Linked DNA regions of Sus scrofa: region 2 is linked to region 1. The links are chromatin contacts, called in public HiChIP or PLAC-seq maps. All regions are on one chromosome and are shown on one strand. Each heading gives the region's core, a stretch centred on a gene start, on an enhancer-like site or on the middle of the called end of the contact. The rest is flanking DNA. Distances are from core to core; before and after follow the strand shown. Region 1 holds the start of C2 (complement C2). Region 2 holds the start of ATF6B (activating transcription factor 6 beta).

Region 1 (5,053 bases), core at 1,049-3,548:
GAAGAAGCTAAAAGAATCCATGGAGGCAGAAGTCAGAGGAGAGGCTACCTTGTGGGAGAGGACAGAGGGGCGCCTCCTGGGATGGTGGATGCTCAGTCATGGGTGTGATTAATCATGGGCAGATACACAAGTACAAATACTTCAAATTTGTACACTTTAGGAGTTCCCCGGCAGCCTAGCAGTTAAAGATCTAGCATTTTCACTTCTATGGCTCGGGTTCATTCCCAGGGCTGGGAACTTCTGCATGCCATGGGTACAACCAGAAAAAAAAAAAAAAAAAAAAAGATTTGTACACTTTAGGTAGATTAAATCCCAATTTTCAAATAAATTGTATTTATGTTTCAATAAATGGCTATTGCCAAAGAATCAAGAACATTAATAGGGAGCCAACATCTGGGGAGAAGTGGAGGTGTGGTCCTGCCATCTCATGTACCCTGAGTCTTCTGTATTATGAACTCAGAACTGTGATCCAGGAAGCTCCCCAAACCCACAGACAAATGTGGCACCAGGAAATCCCAGGAACCCCGATTCTGTCAAGGAGAGCCCCCTGTCTTTCACAGGGGCAGTAATGACCATGACAAAAGTATACGTGGTACTTCGCAGATTCCAAGAGCTGTTCCAGATGCAACTCACTCGATCCACACAGCAAGCCCATGCAGTTGATACCCTCACCATCTCCATGTTACAGGTGTGCAGGCTGAGACACCAAGAGGTTAAATAACCTGCCCAAAGGTTGTCAAATGAGTCAGAGCTGGGCTTGGAACCCAAACAGGCTCCAGGGACAAGGCACCTGAGCACAACACTCAATGCCATGTAGCACATCCTTCCTGCAGAAGCCCAGGTGGCCTGAATACCAGTCTGACCTTGAGGCATTTGGAAAAGCTGGACAGAGCATGTGGAGCCTTTATGTTGGATCTGAAGCTTAGCAGCAACTGCCTTGGGCCAGGATACCCACCGGCCGGAAATGTATGATTTATAGACCCCAATTTACCAAAACCCAGGAATATGATTTTGGCACCAGAAATACCAAGGCCTCTGTCCCCACAGAGGCTCCCCGGGCACACATCCGACTCCCGGGAGACCCCCGCTGCTATGCAGTCACCTGTCAGGGCACTCACCGCCGTTATCACACACAGCCGTCTCCCCATCCCACATGCCATTGGGGCGACACTGCCGCACGGGCGAGCCCCGCAGCGTGAAGCCGTCCTCACACTCGAAGGTCAGGTTGCCGCCCACAGGATGGGACCCCAGCCGCGGGGTGTACACGCCGTTCTCAAAGGAAACAGGGGCTGGACAGCGAACAGCTAGAGGGAAAGGGGGCATGAGAATACAGGAACGGATGGATAACACCCTGGCTGGATACCATGTGGGTGACACTCAACTTGGATGCATGGAAATTGCCAACTAGTTGTCAAAATGATAGGTTGATGCCTGTGAAATTGCTACATTTGGCAATTGGTTGAATTTTGGCAATTTCACACAATTCAGCCTAATGGATTGATAAGCACCGCTTTTCTCAGTCCCCTGAGGGCCATGGCCACCCCAGCACCTCCCCTGGTGTCCTCAGATGTCCCGTGAGCGAGTAACTAGAGGGGCGACGCCTGGCACAACAGGGGGCTCCAGGACCATTGAGCATCCATTCTGGATGGAGTGTAGTCAACTGTTAAATATTTTAAAATATCATCCTGGCTTTTGTACCCCACCATCACTATCAGAGCCTGCCTCTGATCGCCTTGCTATGGGCTGTTGACATGGTCCCCACTCTTTTGAAAATCCCCGTGGAAAAGCAGCTTTGCATCCCATCTGGTCAGGTTAAGCACCACCCCAAGCAATTCCTAAATAGAAATCCTGGGGTGGCCGCTGGCAGGGAGCCTCACGTTTGCAGACTGGCTTTGTTGACCGGGTGGCTCTCGGGATCTGCCACTGTCCGTTGCTGTTGCACAGTCTTGATGCCACCGGGAATGGGTAATAGCCCAGGGGGCAGGAGTAGGTGAGGATACTCCCAGGTGCCCAGCCATTACTGAGGGTGAAACTGCCCCCTGCGATATTCACGTTCTGAGGGCAGGAGGGAGCGGCTGTCGCTAAGCCTGTGGGCACGAGGGCATGACACAGAAATGGAGAAAAGAAGGAAGGCACAGATGAGAAAAGGAAACTCAGTCTGGGTGGCACCAGCCTCACCCACGAGACCCCAGCATCCTCCCCTCCCCTGTTCCTACCTGGGTACAGGGGCAGCAGGCAAAGGACGACCATCAGTGGGTCCATGGTGTCTACCTTAGGGACAGGGAGCAGCAGGGAGCCGCGAGGGGGAAAGGTCATCTGACTTCCCGAAACCCAGAGCTGGCTCACAGCTGCTTCATCTGCTGCCAGAGAAAGAAAACGAGGGAGTGGCAAGAGGGAACGTTCTCTGGTTCGGGAAAAAATAATCGGATCGGGGACTGAGCTGAGGGGGTGAAACTTTGCCCTGTCTCCGTAATCCCAGCACATCCACGGAGTCAGTTGATCGGCATCACAGACACTGTGGACGGCTCCCACTCCACCCCCACACAGACACACATGCACACACATTCTCGCAGGAATAGTCTAAAGCACACAAGCCCTCGAACCATCCAAGATATTGCAAAACATTTTATTTAAGTAAAGTTTCAGTTTTCTTTTGGTTTCACCATGTGAATTTTACTTCCTCAGAGTCTAGGATAGTATTGTCTTCTTGAACATAAACTCCTGAGAGATTAAGATTAATTTTCTTTGAGGAGTTCCCATCGTGTTCAGTGGAAACCAATCTGACTAGTATCCATGGGACGTAGGTTCGATCTCTGGCCTCGCTCAGTGGGTTAACAGTCCAGCGTTGCTGTGAGCTGGGGTGTAGGTCATGGACGTGGTTTGAATCCAGCATTGCTGTGGCTTGTATCTGGTTCTGCTGTGGCTGTGGCGCAGGCTGACAGCTGTGGCTCCTATTTGCCCCCTAGCCTGGGAACCTCCGTATGCTGTGAGTACAGCCCTAAAAACCAATAACAATAATAATCATAATTTTCTTTGAAATTCTTTTTTTTTTTGATAGGCAAGAAATAGATTTATTAGGAAAGGACACTTGTGAGAGATGCAAGCGGGCAAAGGGAAGGAGGCTCTGCTAATGTGAAGTTCTTGCTACCTACGAGGATTCACCACCTTTTTTTTTTAGGATTCACCATCTTTTTCTTCCCTCCACCCCTTCGCCAGAGAGCATCTAGGGATAAAAATGAAATCAACGCTTTGTTTAGAAACTGGAAAAATGTTGAGACTATCTTTACGGAAAGTCCAGCAGATAAAAATCCCCTACTTATAGATAAACCCATGTTTGATTAACAGAAGCATGAAAGTACTTTTGGATCTGGGATGTGCCTTTAAATGACAGCCTGCATTTTGCATGAAATGAAGGAAGCAAAGAAACTCCAGGCTAGTAGGTTAGCCTTCCCATCCCTCAGAGGTCTCTTTAATATTTGTCCAACAATGCCGATGCAAGAAAATAAGATCAATCAAAGAGGACTTCCTGTTGTGGCAGAGCAGAAATGAATCCCACTAGACTCCATGCGAATGCAGTTTCCATCTCTGGCCTTGCCGTGAATTGTGGTGTAGGTCGAAGATGTGACTTGGAGCCCACGTTGCTGTGGCTGTGGTGTAGGTCAGCAGTATAGCTCCAATTAGACCCCAGCCTGAGAATTTCCATATGCCGTGGGTGCGGCCCTAAAAAGAAAAAAAAAAATCAATCAAAGGTGAAGATGAAACATATCTGAAGTGAATACTTAAGTTTATGAAAACTCTTTTTTTTTTTTTTTTTTTTTTTTTTTTTTTTTTAGGGCCACACCCGCGGCATGTGGAAATTCCCAGGCTAGGGGTCAAATCGGAGCTGTAGCTGCTGGCTTACCCCACAGCCACAGCAACGTGGGATCTGAGCCTTGTCTGCCACCTACACTACAGCTCATGGCAATGCTGGGTCCTTAACCCACTGAGTGAGGCCAGGGGTTGAACCTGCATCCACATGGATACTAGTTGGGTTCACCATGTAACCTACTGAGCCACCGCGGGAACTCCCCTTTGTTGTTTTAATGTACCGAATTACCACTACTGTAAGAAAAAAAATACCACCCCAAATATGAGGGCTTAAAAAAAATGATTTATTCTTTCTCATGATTCTGTGGGTTAGCCAGGTGGTTCTAGCTTCGGCTCACACACAGCTGCAGTCAGCAGAGGGCTCAGTTCAGTGGGAACAGTGGGCCGGTGATCTATCACCCGTGGCCCCTCATAGTATGGCAGCCTCAGAACAGCATTCTAAGAGATACAAAGCATCCGCTGCAAGGTGTCTTAAGGCCTATCCTCAGAAGTCACTTGATGTCATTACTGGTCAAGGGAAATCACAAGGCCAGTCTAGATTTAAGGGTGCGGGAAATTTTACTTCTTAATGGGAGGAGTGGCAAAGTCAAATTGCAAAGAGGCAGGCATCCCAGCATAGGAGAGATTTATGGCCATATTTTGCAAACCATTATGGTAACCAAGACTGGGGCTGGTTTGTCATCAGGACATAATGAATTCTCACTCAGATGAATACTTAAACCACTGAATTTTGGGTGCCTCTTTAAGCTGCTGCTGTGGACTGAATCGCATCACCCCAAATTTGTATGTTGAAGGCCCCATTCTCAGTGTCACTGTATTTGGAGGTGACATGGCCTGTAAAGAGGTAATTAATGTTAAATGAGATCATAAGGGTCTTGATCCAATAGGATAAGTGTGCTTATAAAAGATACCAGAGTGGGAGTTCCTGCCATGGCTCAGTGGTTAACGAATCTAACTAGGGACCATGAAGTTGCGGGTTCGATCCCTGACCTTGTTGCCGTGAGCTGTGGTGTAGGTCACCAACTCAGCTCAGATCCCGTGTGGCTATGGCTGTGGTGTAGGACGGCAGCTGCAGCTCCGATTAGACCCCAAGCCTGGCAACGTGCATATGCCGCAGGAGCGGCCCTAGAAAAGACAAAAAATAAATAAATAAATAAAATAGGAAAAATAAATTAAAAAAAAAAAA
Region 2 (4,964 bases), core at 638-3,137, 150 kb before region 1:
TCGGGTATCCGTAGTTGGGACAGTGGCTCAAGCCGCGGGAATTGTGGAACTTATAGTTCGAATTAGTTCGGGGTTGGGAGGTAGGCTCGAATCCGACAGAGATTTTGAGGAGGGGGGAAAAAAAAGAGAGAACTTTAAGGACCGGAGGCCTGGATCCCAGAAGGACAGAAAAGAAGTCTAAATAAGATTCCTGCCAATAGCATTGTTTTGATTTTTTTTTCTTTTTTAATCAGGTGCTGATCTGAATCTGATCCATACCTTTCTGACCAAAACTGTTTACCCACGGTGGAAGGGACTGGGTACCCAAATGGAGACGCCACCAGTCAGTCCACTGGGAGAGAAGAACATTTCTCAACCGCAACAACGATGGAAAAAGAACTCCCAGAAGATCCTTGATTCAACTACTCAGATTAGGCAGCAGCCCCAAGACCCTTCTACTGAACTTCTTGAGGGGAGAGTGAGCCCAGATCCAGCCGGCCAAATTCTAGAAAATCTTCAAGAAATTGAAAAGCTGGCCGTTGGACGTGAAGGAGATTCTGATAAATCTCATGGACCAGCCAGTGAGATGCCAGAGCCCCTTCAAGCTTCTGAACTCTGGTACTGCCCCGATGGGAGCTTTGTCAAAAAGATCCTAATCCATGGCCACGGCTTGGACAAACCCAAGCTGGGCTCCCGCTGCCGGGTACAGGTTTTGGGATTTCCTTTGGGGTCAGGGCTGCCAGAGGGCTGGACAGAGCTAACTATGGGGTTAGGCCCATGGAGGGAGGAAACTTGGGGAGAGCTTGTAGAGAAGTGCTTGGAGTCCATGTGTCAAGGTGAGGAGGCAGAACTTCAGCTCCCTGGGCGCTCTGGACCTCCTGTCAGGCTCAAACTGGCCTCCTTCACTCAAGGCCGGGACTCCTGGGAGCTAGAGCCCACCGAAAAGGAGGCCCTGGCCAGGGAAGAACGTGCACGGGGCACAGAATTATTTAGAGCTGGGAACCCTGAAGGGGCTGCCCGATGCTATGGACGGGCTCTTCGGCTGCTGCTGACTTTACCTCCACCTGGCTCTCCAGAACGAACTGTCCTTCATGCCAATCTGGCTGCCTGTCAGTTGCTGCTAGGGCAGCCCCATTTGGCAGCCCAGAGCTGTGACCGGGTGCTGGAGCGGGAGCCTGGCCATTTAAAGGCCTTGTACCGAAGGGGGGTTGCCCAGGCTGCTCTTGGGAACCTGGACAAAGCAACTGCTGACCTCAAGAAAGTGCTGGCAGTAGACCCCAAAAATCGGGCAGCCCAGGAGGAGCTGGGAAAGGTGATCATTCAAGGGAAGAAACAAGATGCAGGACTGGCTCAGGGACTGCGCAAGATGTTTGGCTAATTAAAAGTTAAACCTTAAAAGAGACAGGAACCTGTGAATTGTGGTCTATGTTGTGAGTTTTGGGGGGAGGGGCCAGTGGGAGGATTTCACCCACATACTTTTACCAGCTTTTGCCTTCCTAGGGAAGGTAGCAGTGGTCTTAGTGTATGTACCTCTTTACCGTTTTACCATGAAAAAGCCTTATGGTCACGTGTGGTATATTTTGCGGGGCTTATCTATCTCCAAAGATGAACACAAGCTATCTAAACTTCTAAATTCAGTACTGTTTGGGGGAGACGGCGAACCTTCAAAACCCGGTACCTACGTTTCCTAGGCGCTTTCAGGCTGGGTCCGGCTTGGCGCACGCGCAAACTTCACTGCCTGGTATTGCGGAGGTGCTAGCCTCCGGGGCGCTCCTATTGGCCGGTCCTATACAGCCACCGCCTATATTGTCTCACGTGCTCAATACCCAGGTCTCTTACTGGTTGGGAGAGCTTCCGGGGCGTTCCCCCACTTTTGAGGAGCCAGCCGATTAGTTGATGATGGGAGAGGCGGGCCTTGGGAACTGTCTCGTGGTTGGGGGGTGGGGGGGAAAGATGGCGGAGCTGATGCTCCTCAGCGAGATTGCGGACCCGACGCGTTTTTTCACCGACAACTTGCTGAGCCCGGAGGACTGGGGTGTGCGGAGTGAGGCCTCGGGGAGGGGAGGGGGCTGTGGCATATTGTGCCCCTGAGGCACGCAGGAGGAAGCGGAGGCCCAAAGAGGAAGGCTGGACAGATACGGAATCCATCATTCTGAGGAAGGCGGAACAGGGGGGCTGGTGGTGCTTTCGGGGAGATGCGGGAGTTGGGGCAGACCTCCCCTCCCTGCGGAAATATGGAGTTGTTCCGGGGTCGGGGAAGGAGGGGCTGGAGTTCTCTGGCTGGATCACTTTTCAAGTGGGCGGGCGGTGGATCTGGCCGCGCAGAGGCAGTGAGCGACGGGGCGAGGGCTGTTGTGGGGTTCCGAAGGCTGCGCTAGCGGACGACTCCGCTGACCCTCCGCCCCTCTTGCAGACAGCACCTTGTACGCCGGCCTGGATGAAGTGGCCGAGGAGCCGACGCAGCTTTTCCGTTGCCCGGAGGAAGATGTCCCGGTATCGCTCCCCGGGCCTTGGCCTTGACTCTTACCCTTGGTGGGTGGAAGTGGTCTCAGAACTGGGGCTTATCCCCAGGCCAGAGCTCATCCGGAGCCATCCCTTCAGCCTCACACTCCTGCCATCTAATACCCTCTCCTGTTCAGTTTGGCAGCAGCTCCCTGGACTTGGGGATGGATGTCAGCCCTCCCGAACCCCCCTGGGACCCTCTGCCTATCTTCCCAGGTAAGATACCCTTTGTGATTCCCTCATCCTTTCAGAAACCGTTATCTTCCCATTGTTTCCCAGCAACTATGCAGTTCCTCGTTTTCTCACACGAGTGCCCGTGTACTCCCCCCTTTTGATCTCTTATGTGTGCTCCTTCCTCCTCACCCCAGTGAGGGGCTCTTACCCCATGTCCTTGGGTACTTTTCAAACTTTTGTCAGGCTCTGCTTCCCGGTTATTTTCTTACTCTTTTCCCCCCAGATCTTCAGGTGAAGTCTGAGCCATCCTCCCCCTGCTCTTCCTCCTCCCTCAGCTCTGAAGCATCACATCTTTCCACAGAGCCCTCCAGCCAGGTGAGAGAGTCTTGTCCCTCCTACTTTCTGTGGCAGGGACTCTCCTCCCATCCCTTCACCTATAGATGCTGGTGGAATGATTTGTGTGTTATGAGTCCCGGTTGGGGGGGGGGGCTTCTTTTGTGCATTTGCAATTTCTTTCATATCCTCATTTTCACATCACCACTCTGGTTGTCTAGAACTGAAGATGGAGTTTCTTTTTTTTTTTTTCTGTCTTTTGTCCTTTTTAGGGCCGCACCTGCAGCATATGGAGGTTCCCAGGCTAAGGGTCTAATTGGAACTGTAGCCGCCGGCCTACGTGAGAGCCACAGCAATGCCAGATCTGAGCGTGTCTGTGATCTACACCACAGCTCATGGCAACACCAGATCCTCAATCCACTGAGCGAGGCCGGGGATCGAACCTGCTACCTCATGGCTCCTAATCAGATTCGTTTCCACTGCGCCACAATGGGAACTCTGGAGTTTCTGATACACAGAAATAGGTGGCAGACATGGTGGGGCTGAGAAGAAAAGGATTGTTAACTCCTGAGTATTCTGGAACTGTTTTGCTTTTGCTTTTAGGGCTGCATGTGGGGCATATGGAAGTTCCCAGGCTAGAGGTTGAATCAGAGCTGCACCTGCCGGCCTACACCACAGCCACAGCAGCTCGGAATCTGAGCTGCATCTGTGACCTACACGGCAGCTTATGGCCACATCAGATCCTTAACCCACTGGGCAAGGCCAGGGATTGAACCCGCATCCTCATGGATACTAGTTGGGTTCATTACAACTGAGCCACAATAGGAACTCCTCTGGAACTGTTCTTGACGCAATTGTCCACTCTAAGGCAGTATTTGAAATATGAGACTTTGTCACCTCCCCCAAGAATAAAGTAGAAAGGGAGAACAAGGGGCCGGGGGCAGCTTAGGGAGAATGGTGAATACCATTCAAACCAGAATGTCAAGTAATGGGTGGCTTCTTAGCGCTAAAGCTCTTGTTCTTGCTCTTACCCTCAACGTGTCCTTTGTTTTCTTTCCTTGTTTCTGTCCCCCCTGCTTCACCCTCACTCTTACCCAGGCTTCTGGTGTAGGGGAGGTGCTGGTTGTGAAGACAGAGTCCTTGGCGCCCCCACTCTGCCTTCTGGGAGATGATCCAACATCCCCTTTTGAAACCGTCCAGATCAATGTGGGCCCCACCTCTGATGATCCCTCAGGTAATGACAGCCTGTCATCCCCAGGCTTTAGCAAGGTAGCGTGTGTGTGTGTGTTTATGGGGAGGTGGAGGGTGGTCAGCAGGAAAAGGAGGAAAGAATAGGGAGGACAGATGGCACATAACCAGGAGAGAGGCCAGGAGCAGGATGGAGAATTTTAGAAAATTGCAAAACCAGTGTTGAAAGAGAGGGATGATTTTTGATTCTTTTTTGTTTTGTTTTGTTTTGCTTTGCTTTTTAGGGCCACACCTATAGCATATGGAACTTCCCAGGCCAGGGCTTTGAATCAGAGCTGCAGCTCTACCCGCCTATGCCACAGCCACAGCCATGCCAGATTCGATCCATGTCTGTGACCTATACCACAGCTCACGCCTCAACCTTAACCCATTTCGAAAGGCCAGGGATGGAACCTGTGTCCTCATGGATTCTAGAAAATTTGTTACCATTGAGCCACAGGGGAACTCCCTTGTTTCTTTTCTTGTTCCTGGTAATCTGTTGTGAGATTTCACTTCCTGTTGGTTTTGCATTTTTCAAAAGGTTGTGGACATGTTAGGGCATATTTATATCTATGTTGCTTTTTCCCCTGGGGTTTTATTTTTTTATGATAAATTTCAAACATACGGAAAAGTTGGAACACACATACCCAATTTCTAGACTGTGCAAGTAACATCATTTGTGCTATTTTTAAAAGTGTTACTGAGTTTATCTACTCATACGTTTATTCATCACCTACATTTACTGAGCA

What was found. HiChIP or PLAC-seq counts read pairs in DNA pulled down with a chosen protein or histone mark.
Region 2: an H3K27ac HiChIP or PLAC-seq map of alveolar macrophages shows a contact between it and region 1. The contact joins the promoter of ATF6B here to the promoter of C2 in region 1. A contact is called at or near these places in 1 of 5 promoter capture datasets (liver) and 1 of 2 datasets of contacts at active chromatin or transcription factors (alveolar macrophages).

Annotation. Positions count from the first base shown.
Region 1 is chr7:24,017,835-24,022,887 of Sscrofa11.1, reverse strand. C2 (complement C2) reads right to left here and starts at 2,298. Exons shown (of 18, transcript NM_001101815.1): 1 at 2,217-2,298; 2 at 1,878-2,087; 3 at 1,119-1,304. The coding sequence starts at 2,262.
Region 2 is chr7:24,168,654-24,173,617 of Sscrofa11.1, reverse strand. ATF6B (activating transcription factor 6 beta) reads left to right here and starts at 1,887. Exons shown (of 18, transcript NM_001123103.1): 1 at 1,887-2,014; 2 at 2,393-2,472; 3 at 2,619-2,697; 4 at 2,939-3,030; 5 at 4,087-4,222. The coding sequence starts at 1,933. FKBPL (FK506 binding protein like) reads left to right here and starts at 308. Exons shown (of 1, transcript NM_001128485.1): 1 at 308-1,357. The coding sequence starts at 308. The coding sequence ends at 1,357.